Regions from separate parts of the Mus musculus genome. Here all the other regions are linked to region 1. The links are chromatin contacts, called in public HiChIP or PLAC-seq, Micro-C and promoter capture Hi-C maps. All regions are on one chromosome and are shown on one strand. Each heading gives the region's core, a stretch centred on a gene start, on an enhancer-like site or on the middle of the called end of the contact. The rest is flanking DNA. Distances are from core to core; before and after follow the strand shown. Region 1 holds the start of Rbmxl2 (RNA binding motif protein, X-linked-like 2). Region 2 overlaps Ppfibp2 (PTPRF interacting protein, binding protein 2 (liprin beta 2)). Region 3 overlaps Ppfibp2 (PTPRF interacting protein, binding protein 2 (liprin beta 2)). Region 4 holds the start of Ppfibp2 (PTPRF interacting protein, binding protein 2 (liprin beta 2)). Region 5 holds the start of Olfml1 (olfactomedin-like 1). Region 6 overlaps Syt9 (synaptotagmin IX).

The links. Promoter capture Hi-C pulls out the DNA fragments that hold promoters and counts their contacts. Hi-C and Micro-C count contacts between places; a contact is called where the count stands out from the background. HiChIP or PLAC-seq counts read pairs in DNA pulled down with a chosen protein or histone mark.
Region 2: a contact with region 1 is called in an H3K27ac HiChIP or PLAC-seq map of trophoblast stem cells, with 6 times the contacts expected there. The contact joins the enhancer-like site here to the promoter of Rbmxl2 in region 1. A contact is called at or near these places in 8 of 39 promoter capture datasets (cranial neural crest, embryonic stem cells, hippocampal neurons and 2 more), 3 of 115 datasets of contacts at active chromatin or transcription factors (embryonic stem cells, stem cell-derived neural progenitor cells and trophoblast stem cells) and 1 of 9 other capture datasets (embryonic stem cells).
Region 3: a contact with region 1 is called in an H3K27ac HiChIP or PLAC-seq map of embryonic stem cells, with 6 times the contacts expected there. The contact joins the enhancer-like site here to the promoter of Rbmxl2 in region 1. A contact is called at or near these places in 9 of 39 promoter capture datasets (cranial neural crest, embryonic stem cells, frontonasal cranial neural crest and 5 more), 1 of 484 Hi-C or Micro-C datasets (embryonic stem cells), 5 of 115 datasets of contacts at active chromatin or transcription factors (all in embryonic stem cells) and 2 of 9 other capture datasets (embryonic stem cells and pancreatic islet).
Region 4: a contact with region 1 is called in a Micro-C map of embryonic stem cells, with 2.9 times the contacts expected there. The contact joins the promoter of Ppfibp2 here to the promoter of Rbmxl2 in region 1. A contact is called at or near these places in 11 of 39 promoter capture datasets (cranial neural crest, embryonic stem cells, epiblast stem cells and 5 more), 1 of 15 datasets of contacts at CTCF or cohesin (embryonic stem cells), 8 of 484 Hi-C or Micro-C datasets (embryonic stem cells and nephron progenitors), 12 of 115 datasets of contacts at active chromatin or transcription factors (craniofacial prominence, embryonic stem cells, forebrain and 1 more) and 3 of 9 other capture datasets (adipose tissue, embryonic stem cells and pancreatic islet).
Region 5: a promoter capture Hi-C map of stem cell-derived epiblast-like cells shows a contact between it and region 1, with 6 times the contacts expected there. The contact joins the promoter of Olfml1 here to the promoter of Rbmxl2 in region 1. A contact is called at or near these places in 19 of 39 promoter capture datasets (the HPC-7 cell line, Sertoli cells, cranial neural crest and 9 more), 4 of 15 datasets of contacts at CTCF or cohesin (embryonic stem cells and stem cell-derived epiblast-like cells), 46 of 484 Hi-C or Micro-C datasets (the AtT-20 cell line, cerebellar granule neurons, cortical neurons and 9 more), 15 of 115 datasets of contacts at active chromatin or transcription factors (embryonic stem cells and stem cell-derived neural progenitor cells) and 3 of 9 other capture datasets (embryonic stem cells, liver and pancreatic islet).
Region 6: an H3K27ac HiChIP or PLAC-seq map of embryonic stem cells shows a contact between it and region 1, with 6 times the contacts expected there. The contact joins the enhancer-like site here to the promoter of Rbmxl2 in region 1. A contact is called at or near these places in 19 of 39 promoter capture datasets (the C10 cell line, the HPC-7 cell line, HPC-7-derived erythroid cells and 10 more), 4 of 15 datasets of contacts at CTCF or cohesin (embryonic stem cells and stem cell-derived epiblast-like cells), 101 of 484 Hi-C or Micro-C datasets (the AML12 cell line, the AtT-20 cell line, the Ba/F3 cell line and 45 more), 23 of 115 datasets of contacts at active chromatin or transcription factors (astrocytes, bone marrow-derived dendritic cells, differentiating embryonic stem cells and 4 more) and 2 of 9 other capture datasets (embryonic stem cells and pancreatic islet).

Annotation. Positions count from the first base shown.
Region 1 is chr7:107,207,957-107,211,200 of GRCm38.p6, forward strand. Rbmxl2 (RNA binding motif protein, X-linked-like 2) reads left to right here and starts at 1,489. Exons shown (of 1, transcript NM_029660.2): 1 at 1,489-2,960. The coding sequence starts at 1,554. The coding sequence ends at 2,711.
Region 2 is chr7:107,686,793-107,690,036 of GRCm38.p6, forward strand. The region is part of intron 5 of Ppfibp2 (PTPRF interacting protein, binding protein 2 (liprin beta 2)); the gene reads left to right. Among named protein-coding and RNA genes, the nearest start is that of Cyb5r2, 70 kb to the right of the region's middle. Within about 2 kb of position 1,484, at least 29 of the 459 cell types and tissues checked have an H3K27ac peak or open chromatin away from gene starts, as enhancers often do. A contact at or near this core is called in trophoblast stem cells, where this site is marked.
Region 3 is chr7:107,616,446-107,619,689 of GRCm38.p6, forward strand. The region is part of intron 1 of Ppfibp2 (PTPRF interacting protein, binding protein 2 (liprin beta 2)); the gene reads left to right. Among named protein-coding and RNA genes, the nearest start is that of Ppfibp2, 23 kb to the left of the region's middle. Within about 2 kb of position 1,661, at least 44 of the 459 cell types and tissues checked have an H3K27ac peak or open chromatin away from gene starts, as enhancers often do. A contact at or near this core is called in embryonic stem cells, where this site is marked.
Region 4 is chr7:107,593,275-107,596,518 of GRCm38.p6, forward strand. Ppfibp2 (PTPRF interacting protein, binding protein 2 (liprin beta 2)) reads left to right here and starts at 1,777. Exons shown (of 25, transcript NM_008905.2): 1 at 1,777-2,105.
Region 5 is chr7:107,565,700-107,568,943 of GRCm38.p6, forward strand. Olfml1 (olfactomedin-like 1) reads left to right here and starts at 1,734. Exons shown (of 3, transcript NM_172907.3): 1 at 1,734-2,195. The coding sequence starts at 2,067.
Region 6 is chr7:107,533,919-107,537,162 of GRCm38.p6, forward strand. All of the region lies in intron 6 of Syt9 (synaptotagmin IX), which reads left to right. Among named protein-coding and RNA genes, the nearest start is that of Olfml1, 32 kb to the right of the region's middle. Within about 2 kb of position 1,548, at least 8 of the 459 cell types and tissues checked have an H3K27ac peak or open chromatin away from gene starts, as enhancers often do. A contact at or near this core is called in differentiating embryonic stem cells, embryonic stem cells and olfactory sensory neurons, where this site is marked.

The sequences.
Region 1 (3,244 bases), core at 239-2,738:
GACACAACTGTTCCAACAAGATCACACCTCCCAATCCTTCTCAACCGTTCCACTCCCTGGTGAGTAAGCATTCAACTATTATTCTATAGGGCCATTCTCATTCAAACCATCGCGTCATCCTTGGGCACCAAGTATGTCCTAGAAATAACAAAAGGCATTCTTTCCCAGAAATGCTAAGGGTTTTAGGAAGCCCTATACCAAGAAGCCTAGACAAAGACTGTGTTATATGTCTGTAGCTTGTATGAAGGTGTTAACAGTGCAAAATGGAATTAAATGGAATCCAAATGTATTTTGGGGTCAGGTTTCCTAAATGATTTGGTTAGGAAGGAGGCACTCTCCAGAGTGGTGGATGTTCCAATGTTCACCAAAGAGAGGGAGAAAGGATGCAAAAGAACTATATAAGAAATATTTTAAAAATATCACACTAGTCACATAGATAAATCACAAAATATGCTGGGTGAATCAGCAAAATCACAAGAGTTCATTGTGATTACAGAAGTAAATGTATATAAAGCCAAAGAACAGGAAAATTCCACTTGTGGTAGATGAGAAAACAGTGAGCCCAATTGTGAGGAAAGCAGGCACTGTTCTGATGGAAATACAATGGGAGAGTTCCAGTGAGGGGACTGGTAGGCATCTTGACGTGTGGGGGTCATGGTTACATGGATACACACACCCGTGAAAGATTAGGCATCAAACTAAGCACATTTATAAACTTAGAGAACATTAGAGAAAATGGAATAAGAAACTTCTTCCACAGCTGAGGAAAAATATGACAAACCATTTTATAAGAGAAGTTTTAAAAAGGAGGAGAAATAGACAAGATAATCATGGTTAGGATTAAACCTTACAAACTGGCAGGAAGAAATGTGAAAACCATTTTCGTGTACACATATGAGACCAAACGGACAAAGGTTTAAGTAAATAATAATAATAATAATAATAATAATAATAATAATAATAATAATAAGTAAATCCATCTATTCCACTGTTGATTCCCCTTCCAACACCTTCTTCCCTTCAGGGGAAAAAATAAACCCCGCATCTCATGACTAAGCTTTATATACAAACTCCGTTCTAAATCTTTTAAACGACTCCTAATTTCATTTTCCAGGGGGTTGTTTGTTTGTTTGTTTGTTTGTTTTAAACTCGTGTGGGTAACTAGGTTTGGAATGCTTTGGGATTCTTCTCATTAAGAGCAATGGAACTTTCTTTCTTCTTCGCCTAACGGCTTTTGAATTCAGCCGCGCTTCTGGGACGGGGCCCACACGTGAAGCCAGGGCCAGCAGAGTGAGCCGGGAGAGCCCACCGAAGCCACAAACCAGTTTCCGCCTCCCCGAGACACTCGCTTGAGGTGCGGACCTGCCGACCAATCACAGGCAGGAGTCGCCCGTGGCTCAGGGGCCGCCGGGCCCTGCCTTCCGCCCTCCCGCCTACGCACAGCGCTCCCCGACCGGTAGGAGGCGGTCTGGACCAGCCGAGGAGCTCAGTGTCGCGCCGTCTCTCGGCTCTTCACCACCTCAATCGCCGCTGCTGCCGTCGCTGCTGCCGACATGGTTGAAGCCGACCGTCCAGGGAAGCTCTTCATCGGCGGTCTCAACCTCGAGACCGACGAGAAGGGCCTCGAAACCGCTTTCGGCAAGTATGGCCGCATCATCGAGGTGCTCCTGATGAAGGACCGGGAAACCTCCAAGTCCAGAGGCTTCGCCTTCGTCACCTTCGAGAACCCCGCGGACGCCAAGGCCGCAGCCCGAGACATGAACGGCAAGTCCCTGGATGGTAAGGCCATCAAAGTGGCCCAAGCCACCAAGCCGGTGTTCGAGAGCGGCCGGCGCGGGCCCCCTCCTCCCCGAAGCCGCGGCCGCCCGAGGGGCCTGCGCGGGACCCGTGGCGGCGGCCCGAGGCGCCCTCCCTCCCGGGGCGGGTCGGCCGACGAAGGCGGCTACACGGGGGATTTCGACCTGCGGCCTTCGCGGGCCCCCATGCCACTGAAGCGCGGGCCGCCGCCGCGCCGGGCCGGGCCTCCGCCCAAAAGAGCAGCGCCGTCGGGCCCCGCGCGCAGCGGCGCGGGAATTCGCGGGCGGGCGGCGGGCTCCCGGGGACGAGACGGCTACGGGGGCCCGCCGCGCCGGGAGCTGCCACCGCCGCGCCGCGACCCGTACCTGGGCCCGCGCGACGAGGGCTACTCGCCCCGGGAGAGCTATTCGAGCCGCGACTACCCGAGCGCCCGGGACCCGCGCGACTTCGCGCCCTCGCCCCGCGACTACACCTACCGCGACTATGGCCACTCGAGCGCGCGAGACGAATGCCCTTCCCGGGGCTACTGTGAGCGCGACGGCTACGGCGGCCGCGAGCGCGACTACGAGCATCCTAGCGGAGGCTCCTACCGCGACCCCTTCGACAGCTACGGGGACCCGCGTGGCGCCGGTCCTGCCCGAGGGCCACCGCCATCTTACGGCGGGGGCCGCTATGACGAGTACCGAGGCTGCTCGCCCGACGGCTATGGCGGCCGCGACAGCTACCGCAGCGAGCGCTACTCGAGTGGCCGTGAGCGCGTGGGTAGGCCGGAGCGCGGGCTGCCGCCGTCTGTAGAACGAAACTGCCCGGCGCCGCGGGATTCCTACAGCCGCTCGGGCCGCCGGGCGCCCCCGAGGGGCGGAGGCCGCGTGGGAAGCCGCCTGGAGCGAGGGGGAGGCCGGAGCAGGTACTGAGCCCGCTGGCCTCAGGACTGGCATCGGAAGTCTAGAAAAAGAAGAATCAGTTTCCTGGTAACTCATCCAAGGACTAGTCCTAAGAAGAGTTGTTTTTCTTATTTTTACCGTTTTAAGATTTTTTTCCCCCCTTGTTAACTTCCTCTGCAATTTTATGCATTTGAGAGGCAAAAAAAAAGTTAAAACTCGTTTAATTTCATTTTGGAATTGTTAAACGTTTCAACAAGCTCGTGTTAAAAGTATGACTTGAACCTGCTGCGTAGTAGTCTTCCTTCTCGTTCAAAATAGTTCCCGTAAAGGCTTCTTCCCTTCCAAATTTGCCTGATAAATGAGGCAAACAGTTCTAAGGTCTTTGCACAGAAATCTTGCCCACCTAAAGCGGAAAAAGGATCGTGCCCCTCAGACCAAACTGGGGATTGGGGAGAAAGAGTTGGGGGGAATTGGTGTTTGCTACTCCATTTCAAAGTGTCTTTCAAACTGAATCTGTTTCCAGTACTAAAAACCAACCAAACGGCAACCAAACCCACTTAGAC
Region 2 (3,244 bases), core at 234-2,733, 480 kb after region 1:
GCTTCAGTCATCCTGTGTTCTTGGCTATTTTGGAAATTACAGCACACTGGAAGTTTACACGTCTGTGACGTGTGTGTGCTTTGTGGCTGTTGATAGAATTCCTGCCATAGGGAAGAATCTCACCTTCTATTCAAAGGAGAGCCATTCCCTCAAAATGATCAGATTTACTGAGATGACTGATCGCAATCCTCTCCTCAAGGCTCCAGGGTTTGGTTTTCTAACTGTCAAGTTCAGCTTGTGAGCACAGGCTTTGTGTTCTACTGCTGGCCTGCTAAGTGTCAGCGTTTCTGGGTGTGTTAGTTTTGTATGGGTGGATTTGAAGAATTTAGGGGGAAGAAAAGGTAAATGAGTATCTCAATGGACATGTTTTTATAAAATTGACTTGCAACAGCTTGGAATGTTGTTATTAACTTTCTGTCCTTCACTCCCGATTAATAAATTACACTATTCTGTCTCAGTTTGATTTTGTTTAGATTCTATACTATTTTTCATACTTAGATTTTTTTTTCTGAGAAACTATGATTAGCAACAAGAGGTCTTTTATGGAATTAAAAACCAAATTTTGTCTTTTAAATATCTGGAAAAGAAAATAGTCTGATTGGGAAACAATCTTGCATGAAACACATGGGGATCGAGTTTTCAGGACTTCCTGAGGTGTGTGGGGGAGGGTAAGGCAGATGATAGACTATTGTAAACAGTTCAGAAAGAGACCATGAAAGTGACTGTGTGAGAAAGTATCAGAGGGCTGCCGTTTCAGGAAGGTGGTACCTGGCTAGAAGCCAAGCTAGAGAATAGCTGCATTGTAGTGCTGGAGCTGTGCACCTCTCTGTGCTGATGCTTTCACGGCTGCTCTACTTCCTGCTATGACAGTGCTCCTGTCAATCAAGGAGCTCAATGGAGGGAGGTGGCCAGCACTCCTGGGCAGAGGCTGGCTTACCTGTCAGCAGTGTCACACAGAAAGCAGTTGAGCCTTTTGAAAACCTTAGGTCAGTTAGCTTTTGTATCCTATTTCTTCTAGTTCCATTGCTCTTCCCATGTGCTTATGAGTAAGGTATCAGGCAGGCATTGGTTTGCTACCCAGTATTGTCATTCATCATCTGCTATAATTTGTCCCTTCTAGAACTTGACTGACTAAGTTCTGTGTCTATGACTTTCAGTACAGTCTCTCAATCTTGTAAGAGTAGCATTTCATAAAGGTTACACATTTAAATTGTGGGATGCATTTGAGCCTTAGCTCACACTAGGTGTTTGATGGACTTGGTGTTCCAGCACTGGATCTCAAGTTCAGTATTACTGCTGTCCTGGAATCTGTCCGTGAAGACCCTGGGTCTTACACCCCAGTACTGGTGCAGTGTTGTTTACAACCTGGAGTAGTATAGGTCTTGTGAGCTGGGGGCAGGTACAGACTTGCTCCGTCTGGCTGAGATATCCTTGGCTGCAGGGCTCTTGGCTTCTGGTGTTTGGAACGAGAATGACTCATGACCTAGAGGCAGAGAATGGACACAATCGCTTCTTTCTGCCTGTCCTGCCAGACCTGGCCCATTGCTCTGAATGAAGTCTTTCCCTGTCTCCAGTAGGGCCTTCTGTTTGCCTAGAACCCAGCACTTCCTGGGGATGTTGCTGGTCCAGATAACACTGTACACTAATGCATCCGGTCTAAAGGTAACAACTGTTTTCAGTGCTAGTTCAGTGCCTTTGTGAACCCAGTAATGCAAGATATTCTAGTTTTGTTATTTTACACAGAGGTAAACATTAAAGATTTAAAGATATCCTAAAAATTTTTCAATTCATTTCAGTTTTGAAATGTCCTATGTGAACCTCAGAGTAAATAACTGTAGGTTGTGCCTGGCAGGGAGACCTCTAGTCTACAATGTATGCTGTAGACTTCCCATATCCATTGGCTACAATAGCACTGGGAGACTATCTTAGTTACTTTTCTGTTGCTGTGATAAAACAACATGACCAAGGACATTTAGAAAAGAGTTTATGGGAGTTCATATCTCTAGAGTGTTAGAGTCTAAGACCATCATGGCTGGGAACATGGCAGCAGGCAGGCAGGTGGGCGTAGCGCTGGAACAGTAGCCTGAGCGCTTACATCCTGATCCACAGGTTTTAGGCGGAGAGAGCTAACTAGGAATGGAGTGGGATTTTGAAACCTCAAAACCAACTGAGTGACACACCTCCTCCAGCAGGATCACGATTCTTCTGAGATAGTTCAAATACCTGGAGACCAAGCTCATGGGGAGCGGGGAGGTCATTCATTTAAAGCAGCACAGGGACTTAAGAAAACCTCGATGCGCTATGCATAGTTCAAACCCTGCATGTCGTTCAGCTCCAGCAATTCCACTGAGCTGTCCTTTCCCAAATGTCAGACTCCTTCCAGGAGCCCAGGAGGAAGAGGTATCCACTCACCCAACTCACAGGCAGGCCTCCTCAGATGTCCCGAGACTGCCCACCTGCCAGGTGGCATATCTAAACATGGACTCATCCAGTCTCCAGGAGAAAACACAAAGACCTCTCTTGGTATTAGATTAAACCACAAGTAGACAGAACTGATTCAGGGCCAGGTCTACCTAGACTGCAAGTATACTTGAAGATACCTTGGAAAGGAAGGAAGGATGCAAATTGTCCTGACTTTGTGAAGCCATCATCCTGCTCTGAGAAATGGGGGACAACATCTGTGTGTTTCAAGCCTCCAGCCTGTCCTAGAGCCCCAGGGTTTATGTGAAACTGACTGAGATATGGAGTGACTGGGAGTCAGTGTGCCTAGATGTTGATCTGGGAAGGTCAATAAATATGCTTTTATTTCTTTTGATTTATGACTATTATTGTTATTGTTAGTGATGCTAGACCTCGTGCATGCTAGGCAAACACAGCCACTGAGCTCTGGCTCTTTGCTTCCCTTTCTTGACGAGAATAGGGATGAAGTCTGGATTCTAAATTGTACATTTCTGCTGTTTCCTCATAGGAGAATAACCTGATGGTAAGGGGCAGGGTAATTGTCAAACAGCACGCATAATTGCAGGTCCTACCCTCAGCAAGCACAGAGCTTGCTGGAAACTTCTTTCAAGGCAGCATGGATGTGATGGAGAGGCCTGTGCCAGTGAAAGGAAATCTTATTGGTTTAGAAAGTTCTAGAGAGAAACAGGAAGTACCCAGACCTCAAGACAAAGACAAAGGCTACCCATGGAGGTGTCTTAGCACTTATCAAAATTATGTACCGCTATTCCAGTTTTGTTAAAAA
Region 3 (3,244 bases), core at 411-2,910, 410 kb after region 1:
GCTCCCAGATGGAGACTGTGGGGGAAAGTAGGTACGTCATCCTTGGCTGTGAGCCACTTGGTAGCTAGTGAGAGTGCTTCTTTCTACCCTTGAAGATGGTGTATTGGTCACCAGTGCTACATGGGTACCAATAATTCTATGGACACTTGTGAGTGCCCGACTCACCAGCAAAGCAGATGCCACAACAGGATCCTTCTGCACACGTTTATTGGGAGAGCTTGATTGCAGAGGTGAAAAGACCCCAGCCCAGAACTGGTGCTGCTTATATAGGCCTAGGAGGGGCGTGTCTCACACCTGGATTGGTTATGCATTTACTACCTCATTTACATGTCTACATCCGATTGGTTATGCTCTCAGAACCTCACAACCTCATTAACATACCTCATTTACATACCCCATTTACATATCTACACCCGATTGGTTATGCTCTCAGTACCTCACAGAACCTCATTAACATGCCCAGGCCAGGCAGTGACTCGGCAAAAAACTTTACTGCATATGTACACATTGGTTGTTTACCCAAACTTATGCGTGGTGGCCAGTGGTAGCCAGCGCCACCTTGTAATGGCATATGTGGCTTCCCACAGACACTGCTGCTTTGTCCTTCACTGAGTGTCCTGGCTTCATTTGAATTGTGCTAATTGTTAGGATCTTGAATACTGTGTGGCTTCAGAAGTACTACACAAGGCCAAACAGTTCCACGTGAGGTTTATTGGGAGAGGGAGGGGCAAGGTGGTGGTGGAAAGGGGGAAAGAGAGAGATCAGGGGGGCCTTTCTTTGTATATGGGCGATGACGTAACACAGGTAAATGTGGAAGGTGAGCCAAGTGGATTCTGGGAATATGATGGCTGTTGCCAAGGCAACAGTTTTGTGGGTCCCGCCTATGTGATGTCACAGGTTTTGGAGGTCCTGATACCAACACTAAATTGTTCATGATACTGAAATTGGCAACAGTTGAAAAACAGGACCAGGAGCTGGAGGCATACTAAGCTATCAGCTTTATAGCTGATGGGGTTATTTATAGAGATTGTGGTCATAGGGTTCTTATGCATTCCTTTGTAGAATTAACATGCCCATTTCTAGTATTGGCATATATAAATGTAGTTCCCTTCAGAGACAGGCCACCCCCCTCACTAAGATATCTAGGGAGAGGGAAAGGACAGGGCAGAACCGCACATGCTCTGTTCCTTCTCTCATGCTCACCTGTTAGATACTTTGCCATACAAGAGGCAATGCCAGTCTTTTTCCATTGGCTATTTCCTTGGCAACAGGAGACAATAAATGCAGCCAAGAGAGCCTGTTGTAGGTCTCAGCAGAGATGATTTGGATGCTTTTATGGAGAGCATAGAACATTGAAGAAAAAATAATAATTTTTCGTGTTTTATAGAGACTGTTGAAAGGGGTCTTTAGGTTGAGGAGACAGCATGCAAAAGACACGGACATGAAGATGCTCTCCTGTAGCTTCAGTGTCAGGGATTCCAGCAGACACAGAGTGTCTTAAGTTGAGATTTTTCACCCAGGCAGTATAACTCCTCTAAAGTTTTTTAATATTGCCGCGGGCTGCTCCCTGGTTTTGGTGCTTTCTCTTACTCTGCATCTTCCACAGGATTTGTGGGAGGAGTCTGTGGCTTCCAAGTGCTCCTTTTCCGGATGCCCTTGCCTGGATGACAAGTTCAGGGGGTGAGTGGAGGTGAGACTGTTCTCAAGCTGGCCTCAGCTTCCACTGTAGTCACTCTTTCTCTGGTCTCTGGTCGCAGACTTTGCAAAACAGAGCCGATAATTGTAATGTATCCCTCACTAATGAGATAATGCAGACAAAGTCTATTCACTTCGAGGAGGCAGGAAACCTACTGTGAACTCCCAGAAGGCTGTGTTTACAGGCAGGTGGAAATTGCCCAGGCAGGAAGTCATTTGCCATCATTGTGATACATTGTGAGAAGCACTGGGGGGTGTTGGAGGGGCAGCTGGACCAGGCGGGGGGGGGGGGGGGGGGGGGGGCTTGCCAGGAAGGGCTGCAGTTTGGAGTTGTTTTGGCCTCTTCATCTCAACCATCACACTTACATTTACCTCTCATTTTCTGAGGCTCTGGCAAAGAAGGAGGGACTCTCCATCCAAAGTTCTCTCAGTGGCTGCAGTGGCCCCTCCCTCTGTGTGGAGACAGATCAGCTTCTCCTGTGGTATGACGACGGGGCAGATGAAAGGAAGGCTGTGGTGTTTGACTGCTCGCCTGCTGCTTGGCCCCCATCTTACTTTTCCCAGAGGTATAGGCTGGGATCTCACTTCCCACTCCCACTCTGAGTCTTTCTCTTGGTGCAGTGCATGAATAGTCTGTTCCTAGACCTGCCCAAGCAACCTGTCATAGGGTACACGGGTAAGGACTGTGACTTGGGTCACTCGTGTCCCTGTAGTGTCTGTACTGCACTTGTCCTTTGAGTTTGACATGAGCAGGTTGGTTGCTGAACAGAATGCCAGGAGCTGACTTGGAGGTGTGGATGGTCAGAGGAAGGTGAAGATGCCACTTGAAAATATTAAATAACCAAACGAAGGGGAATGTCACCCTCTTCTTAGTGCTCCTTCATCTAGGGCCAGATGTGGTGTCTGGATATACGCCACTCCACTCACTGGCTTCCTGGCTGGACTGTCCTCCTTGGGGGCTGGTTCAGTTCTACAGGGTAGTGTGACCTGCTGTCCCTTTGGGGTAGTGTCTCTCCTAAGAGGTCTGCATTTTAATGGGGAGGGAGATGTTAGTCCTGTTCTCCATACTGAGGGACAGTTCCACCAGAAGTAGTTTGTAGCACTTGGAGGTAAAGTCACAGTGCTCTGGAATGCTCTTTGTCCCCTGCAGAGGAGGGTGCTAAGCTGTGTGACTGCCCTGCTGTTGTTACGTGGTGTTGGATTATGGTTTTGTTTAAAGCACTGTGGTTTGGTGAGAAGGGCTTGAGTATTTGGGTATGTGCTAAGTGGAAGCATCTGGGTTACGCTGTGCCAGAGAAAGGCTGCTGGTGGGGCGGCAGGGACACGTGATAGGAGCTGGGCTGGCTTTTAAATGGAACTTCCAGAAAGCCAAAGGAATCCTTCCAGCATGCTCCATAGAGCTGGCTTGCATGGCTTGGAACTCACCCATTAAGGAATGGCAGGGAATGTCCAGTCTATACTGCCTGCTAACCTGGCACCACAGGAAAAGATGCTGTCGGACCTCCAAGCCCTGTGTGAGAGAAACAGCAAACAAAACTGTTTTGACACT
Region 4 (3,244 bases), core at 527-3,026, 390 kb after region 1:
TGATAGTTTTGCAAGATAGATTTGTCTCAAACAGTACACCCTGGTACACAGAATCCCCACAGGCAGGATATCCCTGTTAGGTGAAATTTTCGTTGGAAAGGACCTGTTCATTGCTGCTTTTCCTAACAGCATGAGGGCCCTGGAACACCTGCTTCTGTATCGTTCACGTGTGCTTTTCAGTTCCACTCTGGTTGGATTTAAATGAAGATTGATGGTGTCTCCATGACCCACAGAAATGGTTATTTATTATATTGCTGCACATTGGAATCACCTGGGGAGCTTTTCAAATTCCGAATATGCAGGTTATCCTCTCCAACGCCAAGAGATCAGACCCTCTGGAGATGGGAGGAGAGCGTCTGTACTTTTTTTTTTGTTTTTTGGTTGTTTTTTTTTTTTTTTTTTTTTTTTTTTTTTTCGAGACAGGGTTTTTCTGTGTAGCACTGGCTGTCCTGGAACTCACACTGTAGACCAGGCTGGCCTTGAACTCAAAAATCCACCTGCCTCTGCCTCCCGAGTGCTGGGATCAAAGGCGTGCACCACCACGCCCGGCGTCTGTACTTTTAAAGCTCCTTCCCAAACTGCACAGAAGCTTGAGAAAGCCAAGTTCATAAAACATTTTACAAAATAATTGTATAGTTCTGAGAAAATGCTGCAGTTTCTGGGGGCCTGGGGGAAGAAACTGCCCCCGTGGCCCCAAGCTACCAGTGGGATTTGGAACTGCCCACACTTGAACTTATATGAACTGCGCAGGCTCTGTTTCCAAAAGCCTCTCACCCGCTATTTTAAGGAAGTGAAAGAACCGAAGGGTGTCCTGCTGTGACACAAGTCTGGGGCCCCAATCTTCCTCTACTGGCTTTGCCTTTGCTCTGCTGCTGGCCATGTCCCCGCAGTGCTCACACACCTGTTTGCCACAGTATTTATGATCTTCTGTTCATGTGTGCAAGCCTCTGGTCATACCAGTAATTTTAGACTAATTTTGAAAAAAAAAAAAAAAAAAAAAAGACGAGTCGTGTCTGTCAACACTCCAGGTGTAAGCAACTGGAGTCCAGCTTAGTAGAGACTCCTGCCAGAGTCCCTGTATCCCTGCCATCTGAGGCCCTGGAGATTCTAAGCAGATAAAATGAGCAACCGGCCCTTGGAGGCCCGGGTAGGGCAAGCAGCTGTGGTAAAACCCAGGGCCTTATGCACGCTCGAGGTAGGTGCTGGGATTCGGTCTCCAGGTTTTTTTTGTTTGTTTGTTTTGCATACTTGTACCTGACCTTGCAGGGCACAGGAAGTGTTCTGTCTTCAGCTATTCACAAGACAGAACACCAGAGCTTTAACCACTAGAGGGACCTTCAGGAAAGGCGGGGGGAGCGGCGGCGGAGGTTGAGTTAGACAGATCTAAGAGTGACATGGAACCCAAATTGGGGTTGGTCTGGGCTGATTGGGAATGATACAGGTCTTAGACTACCCTTAATCTCAATGGGGTTACACAAGGCCCGCTGTGTGTGTGTGTGTGTGTGTGTGTGTGTGTGTACGCTTGCGCTTCGGTGCTCCTTTCTGCAATTCTCCGCACGCTTTCCTCGTCCTGCTGACAGATTACAAAAACTCTGGAGACCTGAGCACAGTGGGACACAAGGAAAATGCCTAGGGTCCTTTCTGCGGCCGGAAGAGTGCAAGAGTCCTAGGTGCAAGCAGTGGGCTGGACCCAGAGAGGGGCGTGGTCTCCCGGGAGGGGCGGGGTTTGAGCCAGCACGGGAGCTCTGCCTGGGGGCGGGGCTGACCAGGCAAGTCCCTGTGGAACTGGAACTGTGGCTCTTGGGTCCTCGCGGGCCACTGCGGTGCGGGAGAAGGAGGAGGGGTGGCAGAGGGGCGGTTCCTAGGGGGAAGGTCCCAGCAGCCAGAGAGCCACACTCCGGGACCAGCCTCTCTGGGATCCCCGCCTCCGTCACGTGGGTGCCGAACCGGGTCGGTGCTGGCGGGTCTGCCACTTGGTTGGCAGTTGGTCCTTGGGCCAGTGGCCTGTCACTGGGTTCTCCGCTCTTATGTTGGAAAGTGTGAGGGACACAGGAGCGACCTGCATACCTGAGCCTCCGAGAGAGAAGCTGCACTCTGGCATCCAGGTCAGTGGGTCTCCCTGCCTCGGCTCACCGCTATCCCGGGAACTGAGTACCCCCAGATCCAAGAACTACATGGGTAGTTGGGCGTCTGTGGTCTTTTAGACCTTCGAACGTTTTCAAGACTTGGGGACCCACTTATTTGTCTGGGAGACTGAGAAAAGGGAGCAACTCCCCTGGATTTGCTTGAGTTTTCTACCCGACCTCGCTCTGGATGTGCCACCTGCCCCGCGCTTCTACAGGTGGCAGAGTGGTCCCCAGGATACCGGGGTGTTCCGATATCTCAGAGTTCCGGGCGATTTTGACCCAAGCCTTGAGTCCCGTGAGGGCAGCAGTGGCATCAACTGGAGATACCTAGGTGGGTTTGTTCCATAGACCTTTGGTCCAGAGCGCTTTGGCCAGGAGCAGTTCTGTGCACTAATTGCTAAATGCAACACACTTCCCAAAGGCTCAAGGCAGGATTAGGGTGTGGGGATGCTTCTGTTTTTAAAAGTGGGTCCTCTTCCCTCCTTCCATCCTGACGCCAGACCCATACTTTTCCCTCCGATCAAAATAAGGTTATTATATGTTTAAAAACTAGAACTTCCAAGGTTCCGGTAGGATTCAAATAGGCATTCAGCTCTTTCTTAGAGCACTGAGATATTTGATATAGATCAGTCTTCCTCTTCATATTTTGGTTTTATTTCTGCCTGTGTTCATTTCTCTTGGTCCTTAATTGATTATATTGTAGACTGTAGTGTTTATTAGATTACCGAGTATTTTGTTAAGGTAAATGCTCAACTACAGGAAGGAAGTCAATTACAGACCTAATTAATCTTCAGTCTTAGATTACTATTGGTATACTAAACATGTTATCTGATTAGAAATTATTTCTTTCTTCACCAGCCCGTTTGTATGCATATTTACGTGACTTTGAAGTGGAATATTGTTAAGTCTTTTGTTGTTATTTTCATTTGGGATTTTATTTAAGGCTGATGGTGATGGGAACTGGTGATCTCATTTAGACCCTTGTGAATGCTTAGCTAGGCAAGTGCTCTACCACTGAGCAACAACACTCAGCCCTCACATAATATATTAGTGGTATCACTCTGAGGTTTGATGATGTGCCGATTTTAGTTTATTGCTACTATTGTCTGTGTTTTGGT
Region 5 (3,244 bases), core at 484-2,983, 360 kb after region 1:
TGACTCTCTTCACCTAAGATGCCATCAGCTGTCCATGGCTCCTCAGTTAGGGGTGGGAGTTCACAAACCTCTTCCTATTCCATGCTGGAAGATGACTGACTTGATCTTGTGCAGATCTTGTGCAGGCAACCATGCCTTCTGTGAATTAATGTGTGCAGAAGTCCTATCATCTCCAAAAGATGCTGTTTTTCTCTAGTCCTCTTCAAAATCTGGCTTTTATAATCTTCCTGTTCCCTCTTTCCTGATGGTACTTGAGCCTTGGGGCAAGGCTGTGACATACATGTCCCACTTGTAGCTTAGTTTGCTACAGTCATTGATTTCTTGGTAGTTTGCTCACTTGTGAGCTTCTGTGTTAACCACCATCTCTTGGGAGAGAGATTTCTCTGATACTAAGGACTGCACTAATATGTGGGAAGAAAGACACAGATGTCCGAGGCAGTTTGGTTTTGGTTTTGTTTTGTTTTTAAATAAGGATGTAAGAGAAGTTAGCTAAAGTTCAGGCAGTTTTGGAAGGAGTTCAAAGATGGTTCTCTGAAACAAGAGCAATTGTTCTTAACAATAAGGAGATGGTGCTTGGAACATTACCAAGGATATAGGGAAGAACCAGTTAGCGACCAAAATCATATCAAAGAAGAGGAGAGAGGAACATCTATTAAGAACTAGGATATTCAAGAGCTACCAATAAGAAATGTTCAGATTTTAGATTTCAGCTACTTGTGTATGGATCAAATGCAAACTCAGGTCTTCTACCTCCCGACCAGGGCTCTTTCCATATTCCATAAATGCTCCAATTTCCCCTATTTTAAAAAGTGATTCATTAACAATGCAAAATAAAACAGAACAGAAGATGGAGGTGGGGTCCTGGGCCTGCCTATGGAAAAAGAGGTAAAGGTGGGGAGGCACTAGCACAGGAAACATAAACATGGAAGGTTTTATGGCTTTGCTCCAGCAACGGGATTTCTCTTTAGCTGGCCTGAGGGTCTGGTTTCCAGGCTGCTGCTAATGGGAATTCTGACACTGATGATGGGAAACTCGAGGACTTTCTCACAGTGGGATTACATTTCCTGATGACTCAGTGTCCCAAAAACCACTGTGTCAATCATTCATTCTCATCCTAAAAATTTTCTTCTGGGCCAGGAGAGATGGCTCAGTGGTTAGAAGCACCTGCTGCTCTTGCAGAGGACTGGAGTTCAGTTCCCAGGAATCATATCAGAGAGATTGTAACTCTGGACCCAGGAATCTCTGAGGCCACGTTCTGGCCACTGTGGGCCCCATATTTTCATGCATACATGTGTACATGAATTAAAAAATAAATCTAAAGAAAAAGGAAAAAAATTTTTTTCTTCTAAGTTCAATCCTGACAATTCTCAGCTGTTGGTCTGGGTAGCCAGGCCTGTGCCCACTGTACCCCTCTGCCCACAGAGCAATGCTGCCCTGTACACTTTTCTGAGATGGCATAGATCAGCATTCACATTTCCTTGCTATGCCTTTAAGAGCTACGAGAATGCAAGAAACAGAGGTGGGGTCTCCTAACAGAACTTCTTGGAAAAAGATCCTAGGAATTTCTGCCAGAAACTGAACTGAAATTCCAACACTGAGACCTTGGGGGGTGGCCTGTGTTGAGCTAGGCCTGCGATTGGACTGCACAGTCTATTAAGGAGGAGGGAACCAAAAGTAAAAGAGTTGGGGGAGGGGAGAGGAGAAAAGACCTCCCCTCCCCTTCCCCAACCCGTACACTCTGAACCTGGAAGCTGTAAGTAGCCATTAGCCTGGAGAGGGTCTGTGCATGGCCAAGCTGAGGGCAGCAGACACTGGACCCCCGGAGCTCTCTGCAACCAAGTGAACACGTAAGGCCTGCAGAGACTGGCTTGCCAACAGCTGGACTTGATCACCAGCTTGAAACTGAGATCATGCACCGGGTAGAATAACAAGCGGACTTTGTTCTCTCTGGCTATGCAAAGCGTTGTTTTCCAAGGAATTGCCACAGCAGCAGACAGAAAACCAGAGATCACCACCCGGACCCCTGAGTCGTTTTAGAGAACCAGAGTTCCTGGGAAGTGTGCAGGATGGTGGTGGCCCTTCAAGAAGCTTCTGCTTCCCTGGTTCTCTTCCTTGCAGCATTTCTGCCCCCACCACAACATGCCCAGGACCCAGCCATGGTACACTACATCTACCAGCGCTTCCAAGTCCTCGAGGTAGGTGACCTGTCTTCCCTTCACAGGGAGTATGCCTCTTGGAAGTCACTCTGCTGTGCCCCCACTTTGCTGTCAACTAGGGTGCATGTCTTCCTGATACAGAATGAATCACTGCTAAGATGACATTTACAGATGTGCATAGCCTAGCAGCTCAGATGCCACCTCCATTGCAGGCCGCTTGTACTTTCCCCTGGCAGTTTTTCTAACCTATAAAATGGACATAGTGATAGAATTTAGGTTCAAATGATACTCTGCAGATTTAATAAAGAGATTTCAAATTAGGGATGTTTTATTTGGGTCATTAATCCATACTCAGAACATAGCCTAACTCACTGAGTAAATTCTCAGGTTGTTGAACATTCAAAACCAAATAGTTCAGTCTTCAATGTATGAATTAGAACTCTAGTCATGTTTTCTTCATCTTTTACTATATAGGGATGCTAAGTGATTCCAGCTTTTCTCTTTTCCTTTTTATGATAAACTGTTAAGTGAATATAAGACAATGTGGTGTTACATATGGAGGCTCACCATAGATTTTTGCTTTTTATTCCTAACTGGACTTGGGTTTGGAAATGAGATTTCCCAGCAATGTTAAACAGAGTGAGAGCATTTGAGGTAGAACTTTGTTAGAACAGTCAAAAACCCAGGGTCGGGAACATGACTCAATTGGTAAGAACTAGCCTAGCGTGCAGGAGCCTGGGGTTCAAGGCTCATCACTGCAGAAACCAGGTATGTTTTATGATATCAGCTGTAACAGCAGTACTCAGGGAGTGGAGGCAGGAGGATCAGGGGCTTCAGAGTCATCTTTGGCTAAACAGGAAGTTTGAAGCCAGTTTAGACTAAGTGGGACTCTATACCAAAGCAAAACAACAAGTGAACAAAATTCAATATTTTTATAGGCCAGTCAGGTTTTTAGGAATAAATTTAATCTTCTACTTTGCAATGCTTTGCTCTTATGCAAGTTGAATTGGCATATTATGCATCTTCTGTCTATGACTGTCTTATCTCAAATATTTATTTTCTATATTTTCCTGAAAAAAAATCTGTAA
Region 6 (3,244 bases), core at 298-2,797, 330 kb after region 1:
ATGCCTGGTGTGGTGGTTTGAAAGGTTTGGCCCCCATAGATTCATGTCTTTAAATGCTTGTCCATAGGGAGTGGCACTATTAGGAGGTATGGCCTTACTGGAAGATCTATGGCCTTGTTAGAGAAAGTACATCACTGTGTAGGTGGGCTTTGAGGACTTAAATATTCAAGCCAAGCCCCGTGTGGAATCCAGTCTTCTTAGGCTGTCTTCTGATCAATATTTAGAACTCTCAGCTGCTCCAGTACCATGCCTGCATGCTGCCATGGTTCCCACCATGATGACAATGGAGTAAACCTCTGAACCTGTAGGCCAGCCCTAATGAAATGTTTTACTTTATAAGAGTTGCACTGGTCATGGTGTCTCTTCACAGCAATAAAACCCTAGCTAAAACACCTTGTTTTTAAAAACAATACCTTGAATTAACAATGATATAATGTAAATATTCTTGCACCAAATTCCTCCTCTCACCAAGGCGCTTTATCATGCTATGTATATACATCATCCAATTGAGCTTTCACCCTGTGTGGTGCTTAATCGCCATTGGCAAGTTGTCTAACTTGGGAATCATCTAGGGGACATGTCTCTAGATGTTGTGTTTTATAAAATAAAGAGGCCAGGATATGTTTTGATAGAGGCATGGTATGGTGAGGTGGGAGGGGAGGTGCCTCATTAGGCCCATGCTGAGGTATCCCTTCCCCATAAAGTACCAATGCGACAAATATAGTATAGAATAGAGTTTATTTAGGACATGGGTAGGGGAGTTGGGAAGGGAGAAGAGAGAGAGCAGGGGGTGGGGGGAAGAAGAAGCTGGCCAGGAACACATGGAGAGAGATGAGGAAGAAGGAAGAAGAGAAGGGGGTCAGGGAAAGAAAGAGCAGAGAGTAAGAGAGAGAGCAGAGAGAATGAACTGGCTTATACTAAGCCAGGCATACCTGGCTGTTGCCAGGTAACTGTGGGGCAGAGCCTAGAAGGGTTGCTAACACTAGGTGTCTCTTTAAAGGGGAGTTTTCCAGGAAGATTTAGCTGAGCAAAGTAAACCCAGATGTAAGTGTGAGTGACACTATCCCATGGACTCAGGATTTGGCCTAAATAAAAAAGGGAAAGAAAGAGTGAACACCAACATTCATCTCTGCTTCCTGGCTGCGGACACAGTGTCACCCAGTATCTGGTGTTCCGCAAAGACTGTGTCCTCTCAAACTGAAAGCCAAAATAAGCCTGCCCTCCCCTAGGTTGCTTTTGCTAAATACTGTGTCACAGTAACAAGAAAGGTAAAGAGTGCAGCCTATAAACAGGCAAACAGTATTGTCTCCCACAAAACAAACTGAGCCTTACATAGTGTGTTCACTGTCACCAGCAGATGAGTGGCAAAGCAAGCAGGCTGAGTGGACCGTCTGTCCTAGTCTTTCTGTGTGACCCTCTTCAGTCTTGTCAGGTCTCGAATCAGTAACTTTGGACCTGGCCTTGTTGCTTTCCTTTGTGGTAGAGGTGATGAGAAGCCGGTCTTGGTTAACCTTGAGGTGTATAATGTGCTGCCGCTTGCTAACTCTGCCCCTGGGGCTCTGTCTTGGGCACAGCATACAAGGAGCTCCTCCCCCTCACCTGGTGTGAGAAGACAAAGCAGTATCCTTTACTTGTTTGTCAGAGCAGCAGCCATGCTTTATTCTGTAAGCAGCTGGGGTGTGTGTGTGTGTGTGTGTGTGTGTGTGTGTGTGTGTGTGTTTATCATCATCACAAAGGCAGACGAGATTGAAACAGGACTTTTGGTTCCAGACAGAGCTTTTAGACACAGTGTTCTTCCACACCACTGCTGCTAGAGTATAACCATCATAGCCATCCAGAGTGGATGGACCGCACAGGACGCTTTGGGAAAGGTTCTCCCTCTCACTTTCTCACTGTGTTAGTTGTGGTTTTTGTTACTGTGACCAAACACCTGAGACAAGCATGGAGGGAAGGAAGGGACAAGATGCTTTGAATGGAAATGGTGCCCATAGGCTCATAGGGAGTAGCATTGTTTGAAAGGATTATTTTATGCGCCCCTGTTGGAGGAAGTGAATCACTTCGGGGTGGGCTTTGAGGTTTCTAATGCTCAAGCCACGCCCAGTATCTCTCTCTTCCTGCTACCTGCCAGATGTAGAACTTCTCCAGCACCACATCTGTCTGTATGCCACCATGCTTCCCTCCATGATAATAATGAAGTAAACCTCTGAAACTATAAGCCAGCCCCAGTTAAATATTTTCCTTTATAAGAGTTGCTGTGGTCTGGTGTCTCTTCATAGTCTTAGGAACCTTAGCTAAGACAATGGGTTTATTTGGCTAACTCCTAACCTTACAACTAGGGAGGTGTGGCAGGGGAAATTCGAAGTGCTTCCAGAGTAAGGAAACAGAGATGAATGGTATTGGCTGGCTGCTTTCACATGGCTCTCCCTGCCTCAATTGGCCTAAACTAGATCATCTCTCAGACATACCTGTCTCCCAGGAAATTCTAGATCCTGTCAAGCTGACACTTGTTATAACCATCAAGCTCTCAGCCTGTAGCTGTTATACTTGACCTCTGCTTTGTTTCTTCTATTACAGTGTCCCTGGAAAGAGCATGCAGATATACTAACTCTCCTCACACTTTGCAGTCCCACGTCTCAGCCATTTAGAAGACATGTCTGTACCTCAGAGCTCAACCGGGTCTTGCACGATTAGGGATCATACAATTATGCTGGCTCTAAGAATTCTTTTCCCCTCGGTGTTAGTATTACTTGCTTCACTTAACAATGTGAGATGAAAACAAAGCCTAGGAATCCTCAGGAAAATTCTTTTGTTTCTACCCTGCTGGCATTGACTCACCGCCCCAGAGACCTCACATTCCCAAAAGCTTTGTGACGTAAGGAGCTTTGCTAATTTACTTTCAGTTGTTTTGATCTTGCTATTTCTTCCCCCCACCTAATCATCTGCTTCCATATCACCATAATTTCCAAACCCAGTAGGATGCATAGTGAACAATAGTGCAGTAAAACCGGGGAACTAAAAACCCTTTGTTTTTAAAATCTTAAAAGCTAATGGAGTTTTTTTCCCCCTTAATTTAGAGCTGCGCTATATTCTGTAGTGCCTCCCCACCCCCACTAATGTCTTCTAAAATATATTCTGATCAGTTCTGATGTTGTAGATGCGAAGGCTTGGTCTTCTAAAGCAGCACCTGGTCTTCCTTAGTTCCCTTAGCCTGCAATGGGAAAAGGTTGGATGTTGTGAGTGCAGC